Linked DNA regions of Mus musculus: all the other regions are linked to region 1. A link is a contact called in public HiChIP or PLAC-seq and promoter capture Hi-C data. All regions are on one chromosome and are shown on one strand. The core of a region is the stretch at or near the end of the contact, and the rest is flanking DNA. Distances in the headings are between cores, read along the strand shown.

Region 1 (3,101 bases), core at 283-2,782:
CGTGCGCACCACTTGGGTTTGCTCTTTCCACCAAGAGATCCAATTACTTACTGATGGTCGTCATTCTGCCCTCCAACAGTTAAGAGGAGATTTTAACCCCTCACTTCTAGGCTATATTTCTCCATCAAAGGGTAGGGATTTGGATTCTACTGGGGAGGGGAAAGACGGCTGCTGAGCTAGACCAGAGAGCCCCCTAAGGTTCTCTGGAAGGTCCTCGGACGAAAGGCTAGTCATCTCGCATCCTCCCCAGCCAGTCTCGCTGGTGGATGGTTGCCAGAGCCGGGCATAGGCAAACACTAAGCTGAAGAACGCCAGAGAGGGAACAGCCAGTCCAGGGCTATAGAGAAGTTGTTCTTCCCAAACTAGAATTCAGGAAATAAGTAGGACCAGGGAGATGACAGCCACATGCCTTTCCCTTCACTCTAGACTTCTACCAGGAGCTAGAGAGGGCTCACCGGAATGGCTCACAGCAGCGGCAGCGAGCGAGGAGCAAGAGGCAAAGCGCGCAGTAGAGCGCAGTCGCTAGCGAGGCGCAGCGAGGCGTTACCGAGGCCTGTGGGGTACAGATCGGCCAGCATCTACGGAAGTGGGAAACAGCCAGTAGTGGCTGCCCGGCGCCTGCAGGTCTGCTGTATGGAGGATGAGAGCGTGGAACCCCCCAAGAGGCTCAAAAAAGACAGCCACGCGCCGGCCGGAGCACAGCCAGCACAAGAGTGTGTGGCGCGTGCACTCAAGCTTCGAGGTACCCGACCCCGACTTGTTAAGCCGCGCGGATTCTGTCTTACCAGCCTCAGTTGCATCTGCCATACCCGCAAATGCACACGCCACCAATTCCCAAGTCCTTAGCAGTTACCACTCAAAGCCCTGGGACCGCCACTCCTACAGACGCCCCTGTCCCAGCCCTGTACCCAACTCTCAAGGCTGTCTCTGCTTGCAACTTGCTGCGAGGTCGGCTTCAGCTCACAGAGATGCCAGCTCCGGGGCTCTGACTCGGCAACAGTGCCCTGTCCCGGCAGGCGACTCCCGCGGGCTCTGTGCTTCAAGCACCAGGACCGAGTTTGCAGGGTTCCAGCACATGGAAACGGGATGCACTTTTTTGACAACTTCTCTCTCTACCTTCCTCCCTCCCCCGTGGACCCAGTGCCCCTCAGTCACCACATCTACCTCTGCGGCAGGAAGGACCAGGTTCGGTTCTTTAATGCGCACTCAAGGGTCTTTGGTGCACCAAGGGGCTGTGTCACAACTGAGAAGAATTCGAGATGGTATGAACCCTGGGGACTCCTTGGCTAGCCTGGGTTCATACCAACACACACGCGAGCGAGCGCGCGCACACACACACAGAGACACACACACACCAGAATACCGCCGCGCTCACCTGTCACTTCCGTGGGTCCTCAGGTTCTTCGCTGTGGACGAGTGGCGCTGCGTGAGACCGCGGCTCGAGCCACTTGGGCTCGACGCGGGAGGAAGACGAAGGAGAGCGCCGCTACCACGGTACTCTGGGTCTCCAGGTCTGCGAAGGGCGCACCTAGTGTCGGGCATCTCCCGGTCTCCGGTTTAAATGCCGCCAGCCAAGCGCCGGGGACTGCGTCTCTCCATTGGTCAGGCGCCGTCGCCGCCGCGGGACCCGCTATCCGCCCCCTTTCCCGGTAGTGCCCCCGCCCACTGCACCCCTCCTGCTTCCCTGCGGGGTCCCCTCTCCGCCCGCCTCGCCTCTTTGTCTACACCCACCCCCCTGCCCCTGCCCGTCTGGGTGGGAGAGGTCACCCCAGGGAACCGCGCCTGGAATGCACAGCAAATCACATTTTCCGCTCCCGTTGGAGAGGGGAGCGAGGGAGGAAATCCCCCCACCCCGGCTTCTAGCCCCTCATCCCTTTCCAGCCCCAGGTCTGGGCTTCTCTAGCAGGCTGAACTTCGCCTGCATGGGGCTCCACGCTCAGGAGTCCCGGCTGCGCTGAGCAGAGCAACGGAGCGGGTCGTGACAAGCTAGGTGTTTCCTCACCATTGTGCTGAATGGCACCGTTGGACAGTCTGGTCAGACAAAGCAGGAGCCTTAAAGGATCTTCCCGAGGCCCCCAACGTAAAGGGTGTCAACCCTTGAGCTGGTGTTAACCCAGGCGGGCTCCCTAACAGCCTGCAAAAGGATACCCTCTTCTTCTTGGCACTGGCTCCTTCTGCTCAGATGCCCATCTACCTGAGCTGAGTGTGTGGCAGAAGAATGAACTAAAAGGACCCCAGCACTCAGTCCTTTTTATCAAGTGTTAGGGGAGGGAGTAAGAAATATACTGAACACCTAACAGGTACTGTTCATATATATATATGGAATATATAATATAAATATATATTTGACATATATATACACACACAAAGCAACTGAAGCAAGAAGGGAACCTCTGTTAATATCTCAAAAATTAGGACGTTCTGAATGACTTTTTGCAAATGGCAAGCTGTATCTGTATACTCTTAGTGCACTTCACACACACGCACATACCCAAACATACACACACACTGTTCCACAGTTAATAGTTGTCTACAGAGTAGAGCCATCAGATGAGCTTCAAGATCTATCCTGGTCAAGTGGACTTAAGCAGAGTTATGAGTCCCGAAGCCCACGGAGTTCTAATGCAGTGAATGCGGAGTTCACTGGAGCCCACCAAGAGGGTGCTCGGAGCCGGTGTGAGAATAATTTCCCCCAGAGAAAAGGGAGTTTATTTTATAAACTCATTAACTCCCTCTCATCTAAAGTCAAACCTTAATTACATGCCCCTTCCTGACTCATATGAACTATTCCAAATAACAAATGCAAAGAGGGGAAATTACCCTCCTTAAACAAAGTGTTAGTTTTTGGAACGCCGATGCTAGCCTAGCGTTTTCTCCACAGTCCATTTCATCTCCCAGTCATTACATCATTTTTCTTCATCATCATCTATCACTTCCTGTCACCCAAGTATTTTCTAGAATGTAAACTGCATGAGAGTGTGGCCTTTTCTATTTTGGTTGCTTTGATTACATGACACAAAATATGATGTCTAACGTAACTGGGCTTTGATAAATTCCTATGGGCTGAGAAAGTTAGGCATATTTGCACTAAGTAGGACTGT
Region 2 (3,101 bases), core at 195-2,694, 250 kb after region 1:
ACTATTTCATATTACAAGGATCTCACATCTGCACAATTTCATACACTGTTCATGGCCCCTTTGTAGCATATATTTCCTTTTGATATGTGTGTGTGTGTGTGTATATATCTATATATATATACACACACACATATACATATATATGTCCAGCTCAATGTAAAGAATGTCTAGAGACTCTAAACGCACCTTTACTCTGGCAAATGCATGCAGAATCCTTAACAGAGGATCTGTGTTTGAAGATCTACACCTGCGGTGAGTATTAATCTTTATGGGTGTATATCCTAGTCTCTACATGTAGAACTTAATCCTCTATAGAAACGGTGATGAGTACAAAATTCACATGTCTACAAACAAATAGGTAGCTGCAGGTAGCTATAAATATGAATAAATATCTACATACTACATATGTATATAAATATATACTTAAAGATATATTATTCACAAGAAGAAGCCAGCTATGTGTGTGGCTCTCTGGCACTAAGTTTTAACAGAGAACATGGTCTAGCTTAATAAATATCTGTTAAAGAATGGTGCATCTGCTGTGATGAGCAAATCCATCTCCCCACTTGCCCTTCTCTGTCCAAATGCAATTCTGCCTTCCTTGTAGATTCTATTTAGGGAACCAGATGGAGATTGGCGCTGACTCCGGAGAGTGGGGGGTACCAGGACTGAGTCCACAAGTCCTTTTCTGATGAGGGAAGTGTGAACCCCCTCCCCCCTGTGGTGCTTTATAGAGAAAGTATGGGGGAGCTGATCAGGAGTAACGAGGAGGGGGGCGTCACTGGGCGTCGGGTAATCCCTTAATGCAGGCAACACTGGCACTTGGACAGAGGTTGGGGAGGAGGTAGAGGACTGGCTGGGGATATGGGGGTCGTTAGAGACAGGAGAAGGTATTCCCAAGGGCCGCCCGACGGGCCGCTGACGGCTGGCTTGGTGCCCTTACCTCCCAATCATAGTGGAGTGCTGCTGCACCGCGGCTTCCAGCAGCCTCTCCAAGATGGTCCATTCCCCCATCGCTGTGCATCCGGAGGCAGCAGACAAAGACTGGGCAGTACCGGGCACGTTCTTGGTCCTGGCCCCTCCCCGGGCCTCACCTCCTGACAGGGAGCGAATTGCCCCCAATTAAAGAAGCAAACAAAAATTGTTTTTTAAAAAAATCCACGAGGCCCTCCCCCTTTATTGCACTTAAAAGAGGGGAGTGGGGGAAGCAATCTATGTGCGTCCCAACCAATGGAGCTGCTGGCGCGGTGCGGAAGAGCTGGACAGCACCTCGGTGCCGTCCGGGGGTCAGATGGACTCCCGCAGTCTCCCGGCGAGGGGCGGGGCTGGGTGGCAGCGTGCAGGTGGCCGAGCTCCTGCCCGCGGGAGACCGGTGCCTGCGCCGCGGTCCCCGCGATCTTGCGGTCTGAGGGAGGGTCCGCGCACGGACCCCGGCGCCTGTCACTGGAGCGGGCACCTGGCGCTCCCGCGCTGCGGCGCGCAGAGCTAGCTGCGGGGCTGGGGAATCCGCGGCCACCGCCTCTAATCCGCCCTTAAGTAGTCTCCGCCTGCGTCACGCCAGGTCGGCGGAGGGGAGCAGAGCGCGGCGTGCCGCTGTCGCCGAGCGTCGGAGCCCGAGGGGCCGCGGCCGCGCGCCGCGGGGGGAGGAGACGGTCTGGAGTCCCCCCGCTGCGCCGGAGATGGGGAGACGGAGAACTGCAGCGCCCCTTGGGGCTTCTGAGGCGCCCAGGTAACCTCACCTGGCCGCCAGTCTCCCGCAGGAGGAACAGACACATTGGTGAGTGATGAGGGACCCGAATAGATGGCTTAACTTGCCCCCGTCTGTCCCTTACCTTTAGCTTTGGGCCTTCTGAGACACCACTAAAATTCCTTTTCTAGATGGTGGTGCCAGTTGGGGGAAGGGAGTTTTTTAGCCCTTACCGGGAGAGGACAGCCGCCTGCGAGAGTGCTGCAGAGGGTCCCGACTTTCGCGTGTGGATCAGGTGCTGAGGTGCGGAATACCTAATGAGACTCCCTGCTGGCTGACGCCTAAATGCAGGTGTGAAGGTGTTCTGAGCAGGAAGGTCTGGGTACAAAGTATTTACCCACCAAACAGGTGCCTAGCAGCGAGCCAGGGGCCCTAATGCGTGCTCATTTCTCCCAGCACGGATAAGGAGGCCGTGATTTCATTTGTACATAACTGATGGGAGCAGAGGACGCTAGTCAGGTCAGCATGGTCCAGCCTGGATTTAAGAAGACCCAGTATTTATCTAGCAGAAACAGCAGCTCACAATCTCACCCCACCCCCACTCTCCTTATTCAGCATTTGCCTCCCCCTCCCACTCCCCAGCTCAAAGAACAGATTCTAGAATCGGTCTTAAAATTTACATTTTGATGTCAGTTCCATCTACTGCATCTACTTAATTGGTCCCAGGAAAATTGAGACGATCACACCAGGCTGCTAATTAACGTAGGGTCAATTTTAGGAGGCACCAAAGTTGGGAGTGTGTCATATAAATGTACCAAAAGCACAATGAGTAAGGTGTTGTCATCCTTTCAAGAACATGACTGTGAAAGTGTTGCTAGCTGGTCTTAGGAATATAATGCAGCCTTAATTACCCACAGGGAGCATACACATAAGCTACACCAGGATGTGCTTTTGATTCTAGAACGACTGAGTTGGTTGGGTATCTATCTCTCGTGGCCCTGAGGAAGGGCCAGGAAGAAAGGTGCAGAGTAGGGTCCAGGGTCCCTACACATACTCTTCTGCATGCATAATGCTTACAGACAGAACACAAGCTTGAGCCGCATAACACGCCTGTCCCAAGATTGTCTCTTGGGGTTGTCACTGCTAGCTCAAGGAAGCAGCTCTCCACTGACAGTAGTAAAGGAATCCGCTAAAAATAATGGAGACATGTGTATCATAGAAAGGCAGTGTCATGGTTACAGTGCGGGTGGTTTCACTCTCTGGGCAGAAAAAAAAAGGTACAAGAATGGAGACAGAAAGAGATCTCTCCAGTTGGTTGACAGATGGGACGGTGATTCCCTTATCTCTAGCATGATGCACACTCCCAGGCTTCCTCCTCACTCCCCGGAGTCCCTATATTTGTTCCAGCTATGGC
Region 3 (3,101 bases), core at 197-2,696, 160 kb before region 1:
TTTTTTTTTTGTTTGGTTGGGTTTTTTTTTTTTGTTTTGTTTTGTTTTGTTTTGTTTTGTTTTGTTTTTTCGAGACAGGGTATCTCTGTGTAGCCCTGGCTGTCCTGGAACTCACTCTATAGACCAGGCAGGCCTTGAACTCAGAAATCCTCCTGTCTCTGCCTCCCAAGTTCTGGGATTAAAGGCGTGAGCCACTACACCCGACGAAGATACATTTTTGAAAAAACTTAATGAACGTAACCTCTGACCTTAAAGTGCATTACCATAATTCACCTCTGAGGACTACACTCACTCTTGCTACTGCATCTTCCCTAAATTTGAATATACTTTTTGTATTTAAGTCTGTGGTTCCAAAAGGTACTCTGAAAAGATATTTGACCTCTTTCAACTGTAGAAGTTATCAAAGATTAACTACATCGTCTGTTATTAACCTATAAGAACTTTCTAAAGATTAAAACTACCTGTAATGAAAAATAATCAGCCCTCATCATTATAAGATCTTACCCTGCTTATAACTTTGTTGCACAAGTAGGAAATTGTGGCTGTTTGTGACATACACCACCCCACATGATACTGCTGTAGTGAAATGTATCTTGTATTTGCCAACTGTTGATACAACTAATCACAAGCCACTTACCAGGATTTGGTTACTTTAATGAGGGTTAGCTGTGGAGCGAGCGAATATGACTGTGTTTGTAGTTCAGACCATAACTGCTGGTGTTTGCCACTGCAGGGCTTGTTGCACATGAAGAGTGTGAAGGATATCTTAGCTCTCATTCTGGCTTTTGGAAACTACATGAATGGAGGAAACAGGACGCGAGGGCAAGCAGACGGATATAGTTTAGAAATTCTGCCCAAACTCAAAGACGTCAAAAGTCGGGTATTTATTTGCTTTTCTTACTGACTGTCTATGTGCTATGGTTATTTTTCTTCTGAACCTATCATTTAAAACCAAATATTACAGACTGATCCATTTCTCTTACCTTCCCCCCCACCCCCCCCCCCCCCCGTGGTAATTGTTTATCTGAAAGCATGTAGGTTCGTTTTTCCCTTCTGCACTTTTCTTTTGACTTGAAAATGGTAGGTTTTTCAGATCAGACCACATGTTCCGAGATAAAAATCCTTTTGTTATTTTAGCTGTAGCGTACGTGATTAGGTGTTGAGCCACTACTGCAATACAAGATAAAAAAGCATACTGCCGCAGTCATCCTGCAGAGGCTGAGGCTAGAATCTGTTTGGCTTTAGTATTGGCCGCTTGTAATTTACTCATTCTGGAGTGGCAGACACTGTTGAGCCTAGTATTTGAATTATTCTTTTGCCTACAACAATTGGGGCTGGGGTCTCCTGTCAACTTTCTGAGCCTGATTATCATTTGGCTCCACACCCCTGCAGAGCCACCTTTTTAGAAACAACTAGCCCATATCTGGGCGTCCCATGTGGGGAAGGGGGGGGGGCAGGGAAGGGAAATACACAGGCAAATTAGAATTAGACCCCTGTGAACAGGACACAAAGGCTGCCTTGTGGGAGGGCTGGCTCCCCCTGGCCTTCCAGGGTCATAAAGTAGCTTGGCTTCTCTTTTAAGCTGGCCCTGATTGTTTTTTCACGCCATTAAGAGCACACATTTTCTGAGAAGTTGGAAGGAAGGGATGGGTTTCTCTTCTAGTACATAGCTCCCTTCAGCATTTACCACCCCCTCCCGCCTTGGCAGCATGCCAGGAAATATTGGGCAACAGATATTTTTGTTTGCTTGCTTGCCTATTTGTTTGTTTTTGCTCGTACATTGGTCTCTGCAATTGTCTCAGAGATTGTCTCCTGGATTACCTGTCTTGTTTTATTATTTTTCCCCTCACAAAAGATGATGTAGTGTCATTTTTTAAAAAATGGATTAAACTAGGAGGAAGGAAAATCTGGTCAGTCTATAACAGAAATATGACTTAGTCTCATAAATTTTAAGTGTGGAGAACTGGGATTTCGGGTCTAAACTGGGAAGCACGCAGAGTCTTCTGTGAACAGCTGTCATTTGAGTTTCTCTTTAAAACCTAGGACAATGGGATGAATCTGGTGGACTATGTTGTGAAGTACTACCTGCGATACTATGATCAGGTAGGAAACGGCACTGGGACAACTGTCAGGGGGTTTTCACCGCCAATGTAGCGCTATCATTCAGAAATTGGATACTGGTTATATATGGAGGGATGGCTTTTCCTCCAGTACAACACTGTATCTGAGAGCCCCCAGTGAAGGGTACCCCAGGGCTTTAGAAGAGGAAATGTCTGAAAGACCCTAGGCTGCTGCATATCAAGCTACCTTAGAACAAAGCTTCAGAAAGACCCCCTCATGGCCCCGTGACCAAATTGGGGACTTTTCTGAACTCTAGGTCCATTCAGGAGTTGCCTAGATACTAAACAACATTGAGGAAATCTTGAAAACACTGCCATTCTTCTTTAAAAAATAAAAGAAAAAAAGAAAAATGACTTATTTATATATGTATTCATATTTTCATGCATATACATGTTTGCCTGTGTGAGTTCATGTGTGCCACATATGTGCAGGAGGCTGCAGAGGCCAGAAGAGGTGTCAGATCCTCTAGAACTACAATTGTGAGCTGCCACATTGACGCTGGAAATCAAGCCCGGATGCTCTATAAGAGCAGTGAACTCTCATAACTGCGGAGCTATCTCTCCAGCCTACTTATTTTTATTGATTAGTTTGTTTGGGGACAAAGTCTCACTATAAAAATCCCGGGCTGTCCCAAAACTCACTATGTAGACGAGAGTGTACTTGAACTCACTCTGCCTGCCTCTGAGTGCTAGAATTAACCACATCAACCCCCCAAAACAAAAATTCAACCACCAATGCATCTGGGAACAAGTTAGAGATTCCAAAATTTAGAATGAAACAAAACAAGAACATTCTCTCTGCTTAGACTATATTTAAATTAGAATTAAGCACTTCTATGAGACTATTTCTGAACACAATTTTCCCCTTTATTCCTTCTTCTTCTTTTTTTTTTTTTTTTCTTTCAAGACAGGGTTTCTCTGTGTAGTCCTGGCTTGTCCTGGAACTCACTCTTTAGACCAGGGCTGGCCTCGAACTCAGAA
Region 4 (3,101 bases), core at 416-2,915, 140 kb before region 1:
GTTAAGACCTTGTAGTAGTTTGAAGGAGTTAGACAGAGATATGTTATGTCCACATAAGTTTGGAGGACCACAGAAGAGTAGGACCACCAACCATCCTTGGTCAAGAACACAGAGAGGAAACAACCAATGGAAATCTAGGGCGCTGGATAACACACGAGACCTGACCATTTGTATTTTTAAATTACTTTTCCGGATCATTTTGATGGTTGTTAAAACCATCATCGAATCCCTCAGTATATAAAAAAGAAAAATCTGCAGGGTAGGAGGACCTTGTTCAACCTTTTCAATGTGTTTATTTTTTCAGCAAATATTTATTTTAAGCGCTGAGCTAACTGCTAATTTTAAATAAACTCACTGAAATATCAAGCCATTTAGAAACACATTTTAAGAACAAATATTTTCCACACTTCTATGGAAGAAATTTACCCCTAGTTGTTTTCAGATTTCTTTTTTTCTCCTGCTAGGAACAGGATCGGATTGCTTGTAAGGGCAACGGTTTAGCTTCCGGATCTGACTAGGGTGGGACGATGCATGCCATGTGCTCTGGTTTCTGTTCTACAGCCTCACAGATGCATTTCTAAAGCCCTTCCCAGTTACAACCACACAGAGAGCATCAGAAAATACTGCTACCGCTTATCTCAGGGTGGTTCTGTAGCGTGGACTTACTGTGCTTGACAAATCCAAAGCCATATTTCCCTTTGGGTGGGGAGCCCAATCCAAAATGGAATATTTGAAGCTTAGGGCAACCTTTCAAATGAATAGTGTACATTTTAAAAATTATTTTTCATCTTTAAATCCATTTTAAAAGTGATTGTAAACCACAATCCATAATGGTAAGTTCTTAGATGAAACGGCAAAAATAAGACAGCTAGCTAAGCAAGTAAGAATAAGTAATTGAACAGCTTGTACAATTGTATTACAAGTAGCTGGTCACCTCTTGGACACAGAGTCAAATGCCTGTCACACCCAGGACAGCAGGAGAGAGCTCAGATGGTCCTTTAAAAGTTATTTTTAGCTCATTAGCATAAGGGCTGATATCTAATTTGGTGATCACTTCTAGCTTTATTATATAACACATCTAGCCTTTCTCAGAGAATTCTGCTTATCATCAAATCAGCCGTCTCACAGCCCCTCGTTTTCCCTAACATACACCACAGAACTCACATGTAACCACATAATAGCCTCCACTTGAAAGTCTCAGCAGCTCATCTCCTCTAAGTGGTCAGACCCTGGGATGCAGACTACCAAGGGCTGTTGGACCTGCAGCTCTCTTTTGCCATAACTCAAGAGCAAGGTAGGATCCGTGACAGGTTTACAGGAGAACGTGGCTTCAAACAGCAGAGGTCAGTGTCTGGAAGCATCCCATTGTACAGCGAGGGAGACCATTGGCCACTTTGTTACCCACTCTAAACTATTTCTGATCTTCATCTTTATTTTCAGACAAATCCTGAGAAACCCTGACTCCCAGCGAATTGACAATGTGGCCCTCTTTATGTGAAGCCTTGTTTATAGGCCGCAATTCTCCTGACAGATTTACAAGAGTCTGTGGAGTTTTAAAGGACGATTGCTTAACAAGCATTAAGTGAGACACATAGGACTGTGTAAATATTTTAGCTGGAATAGGGGATTTTTTAAAAGGCCTGAGCCAAATATTGCATTAAATCTGACGACAGTGGCACATTGATCAGCAAGCGGCCAGCCCTGAGCTTCGCCAGGGAGTCCTGTAGCCAAGTCTAGATACCAAAATCCAGCCACCGAGCTAATGAAGTGTGTTCTTTAAAGGAACTTTCCACACACTCCTCCTCTGTTTTCTCCTGTGGCTTTCAATCTTCTGACTTTTATTTCCTTTATGATCTATTTAGATGTAAACACTTCCCAGAGTAGAAAATTACAGTTAAAGTAAGTGCCTAGGAAGATGGAGACACTAGGCTCTGAGGTCAGAAAAACCATGGAAGACTTGCAACCATCCCAGCTGAGCAATGTGGAAACAGGTTGCATTTTGCTATTAAGCTTGGGTGCATTAACCAATGGCTTCTTTGTAGCCAGCTGTCATACTCCAGGGAGAGAGAGAGTCTCAAGACTAGTCCGGCTACCTCATCCACCCCCTTGCTGACCTCCATGGAAGGAGAAAGCCTTTTGCCCTCAAGATTTCTGTGTCTGTGCAACTGTGTTGTGTTGCTGGGGTAACAACTACCACAAAATACACCTTTTGACTTGATAAACTAAGCAGGGGCCCACCCAGCACATGGCTCTCCCACCTGCATAATTTCTGTGGAAGTGAGAGCTTGACTCTGCCCTCGGTGATTCCACCAGCAGCCTCGTGATTTTTACTCATGAACTCCCACTAATAATATGTACATACTTGAAGTAATTCCAGTAATTCTGCCCCAAACTGCAGGCTCTGTTTCTCTTCTGCAAACGGTTCAGTCTGCCATGCATCCAAAACATTGTTTGATATTGTTGATTGGCTAATCTGAACATCCTACATTTATGTTAATGATATAAAAATGTATATTTGAGAAATAGTGTTTGATGTAAATGTGTGTGTATGTATTGATAAAATTAAATGTGTTGTTAGAATGCCCCTCTAAAAAAAAAGCGGGTTATTTAATAGACTTAAAAAACAACCTTATGCTTATTGTCAACTTTTATAGATCACCAGTTATTGTCTATTTGACTAAGTTTCTTGCCATTATCCCTTCTAGAGAATAATCACTTTAAGTTGCTGTATTCCGTGGCAGACACAGTTCTAGCCTCTGGGGCTCACCCACCTCTGCAGAGTCGCATGGAAATCACAGTTTTCAAAGACTCTCCTTGTCATCTCTCGCAGTAGTGTAAGCTTTGGCTGTACCAAAAGTGATGTGGCCACCATGTTTTGAGAACTCCGAGAACTGTTTTCCCACTTTTCATGTAGTTTAGCCTGCTACAGCCTAAGGAGGCAAACCTGAACTCAGAATACATTTGTATGGAGACAGCCATAGCTTAGCCCCCGACTCCCTGTAGGCTGCTGCAGAAAGGCTTTCCTGCCCAGCTGTAGCGGAACTGCTAAGTGACCGATGGCGTGTGCAGTTGAAAATTTCTTATGACTCTAAAATACAATG

What was found. Promoter capture Hi-C pulls out the DNA fragments that hold promoters and counts their contacts. HiChIP or PLAC-seq counts read pairs in DNA pulled down with a chosen protein or histone mark.
Region 2: a promoter capture Hi-C map of embryonic stem cells shows a contact between it and region 1, with 2.9 times the contacts expected there. The contact joins the promoter of A530058N18Rik here to the promoter of Grem1 in region 1. A contact is called at or near these places in 2 of 39 promoter capture datasets (embryonic stem cells and pre-B cells), 2 of 484 Hi-C or Micro-C datasets (both in embryonic stem cells) and 1 of 9 other capture datasets (adipose tissue).
Region 3: an H3K4me3 HiChIP or PLAC-seq map of neural tube shows a contact between it and region 1, with 3 times the contacts expected there. The contact joins the enhancer-like site here to the promoter of Grem1 in region 1. A contact is called at or near these places in 3 of 39 promoter capture datasets (the 3T3-L1 cell line, cranial neural crest and embryonic stem cells), 1 of 15 datasets of contacts at CTCF or cohesin (the NIH/3T3 cell line), 4 of 115 datasets of contacts at active chromatin or transcription factors (the NIH/3T3 cell line, embryonic forebrain, forebrain and 1 more) and 3 of 9 other capture datasets (adipose tissue, liver and pancreatic islet).
Region 4: a promoter capture Hi-C map of the 3T3-L1 cell line shows a contact between it and region 1, with 2.3 times the contacts expected there. The contact joins the enhancer-like site here to the promoter of Grem1 in region 1. A contact is called at or near these places in 3 of 39 promoter capture datasets (the 3T3-L1 cell line, cranial neural crest and embryonic stem cells), 1 of 484 Hi-C or Micro-C datasets (nephron progenitors), 2 of 115 datasets of contacts at active chromatin or transcription factors (embryonic forebrain and forebrain) and 2 of 9 other capture datasets (adipose tissue and pancreatic islet).

Annotation. Positions count from the first base shown.
Region 1 is chr2:113,757,116-113,760,216 of GRCm38.p6, forward strand. Grem1 (gremlin 1, DAN family BMP antagonist) reads right to left here and starts at 1,533. Exons shown (of 2, transcript NM_011824.4): 1 at 1,376-1,533.
Region 2 is chr2:114,012,121-114,015,221 of GRCm38.p6, forward strand. A530058N18Rik (RIKEN cDNA A530058N18 gene) reads left to right here and starts at 1,445. Exons shown (of 5, transcript NR_028423.1): 1 at 1,445-1,777. Gjd2 (gap junction protein, delta 2) reads right to left here and starts at 1,499. Exons shown (of 2, transcript NM_010290.2): 1 at 944-1,499. The coding sequence starts at 1,014.
Region 3 is chr2:113,594,290-113,597,390 of GRCm38.p6, forward strand. Fmn1 (formin 1) reads left to right here. Exons shown (of 20, transcript NM_010230.2): 12 at 734-880; 13 at 2,044-2,103. Among named protein-coding and RNA genes, the nearest start is that of 4930533B01Rik, 110 kb to the right of the region's middle. Within about 2 kb of position 1,447, at least 17 of the 459 cell types and tissues checked have an H3K27ac peak or open chromatin away from gene starts, as enhancers often do. A contact at or near this core is called in neural tube, where this site is marked.
Region 4 is chr2:113,617,511-113,620,611 of GRCm38.p6, forward strand. The region is part of intron 15 of Fmn1 (formin 1); the gene reads left to right. Among named protein-coding and RNA genes, the nearest start is that of 4930533B01Rik, 89 kb to the right of the region's middle. Within about 2 kb of position 1,666, at least 13 of the 459 cell types and tissues checked have an H3K27ac peak or open chromatin away from gene starts, as enhancers often do.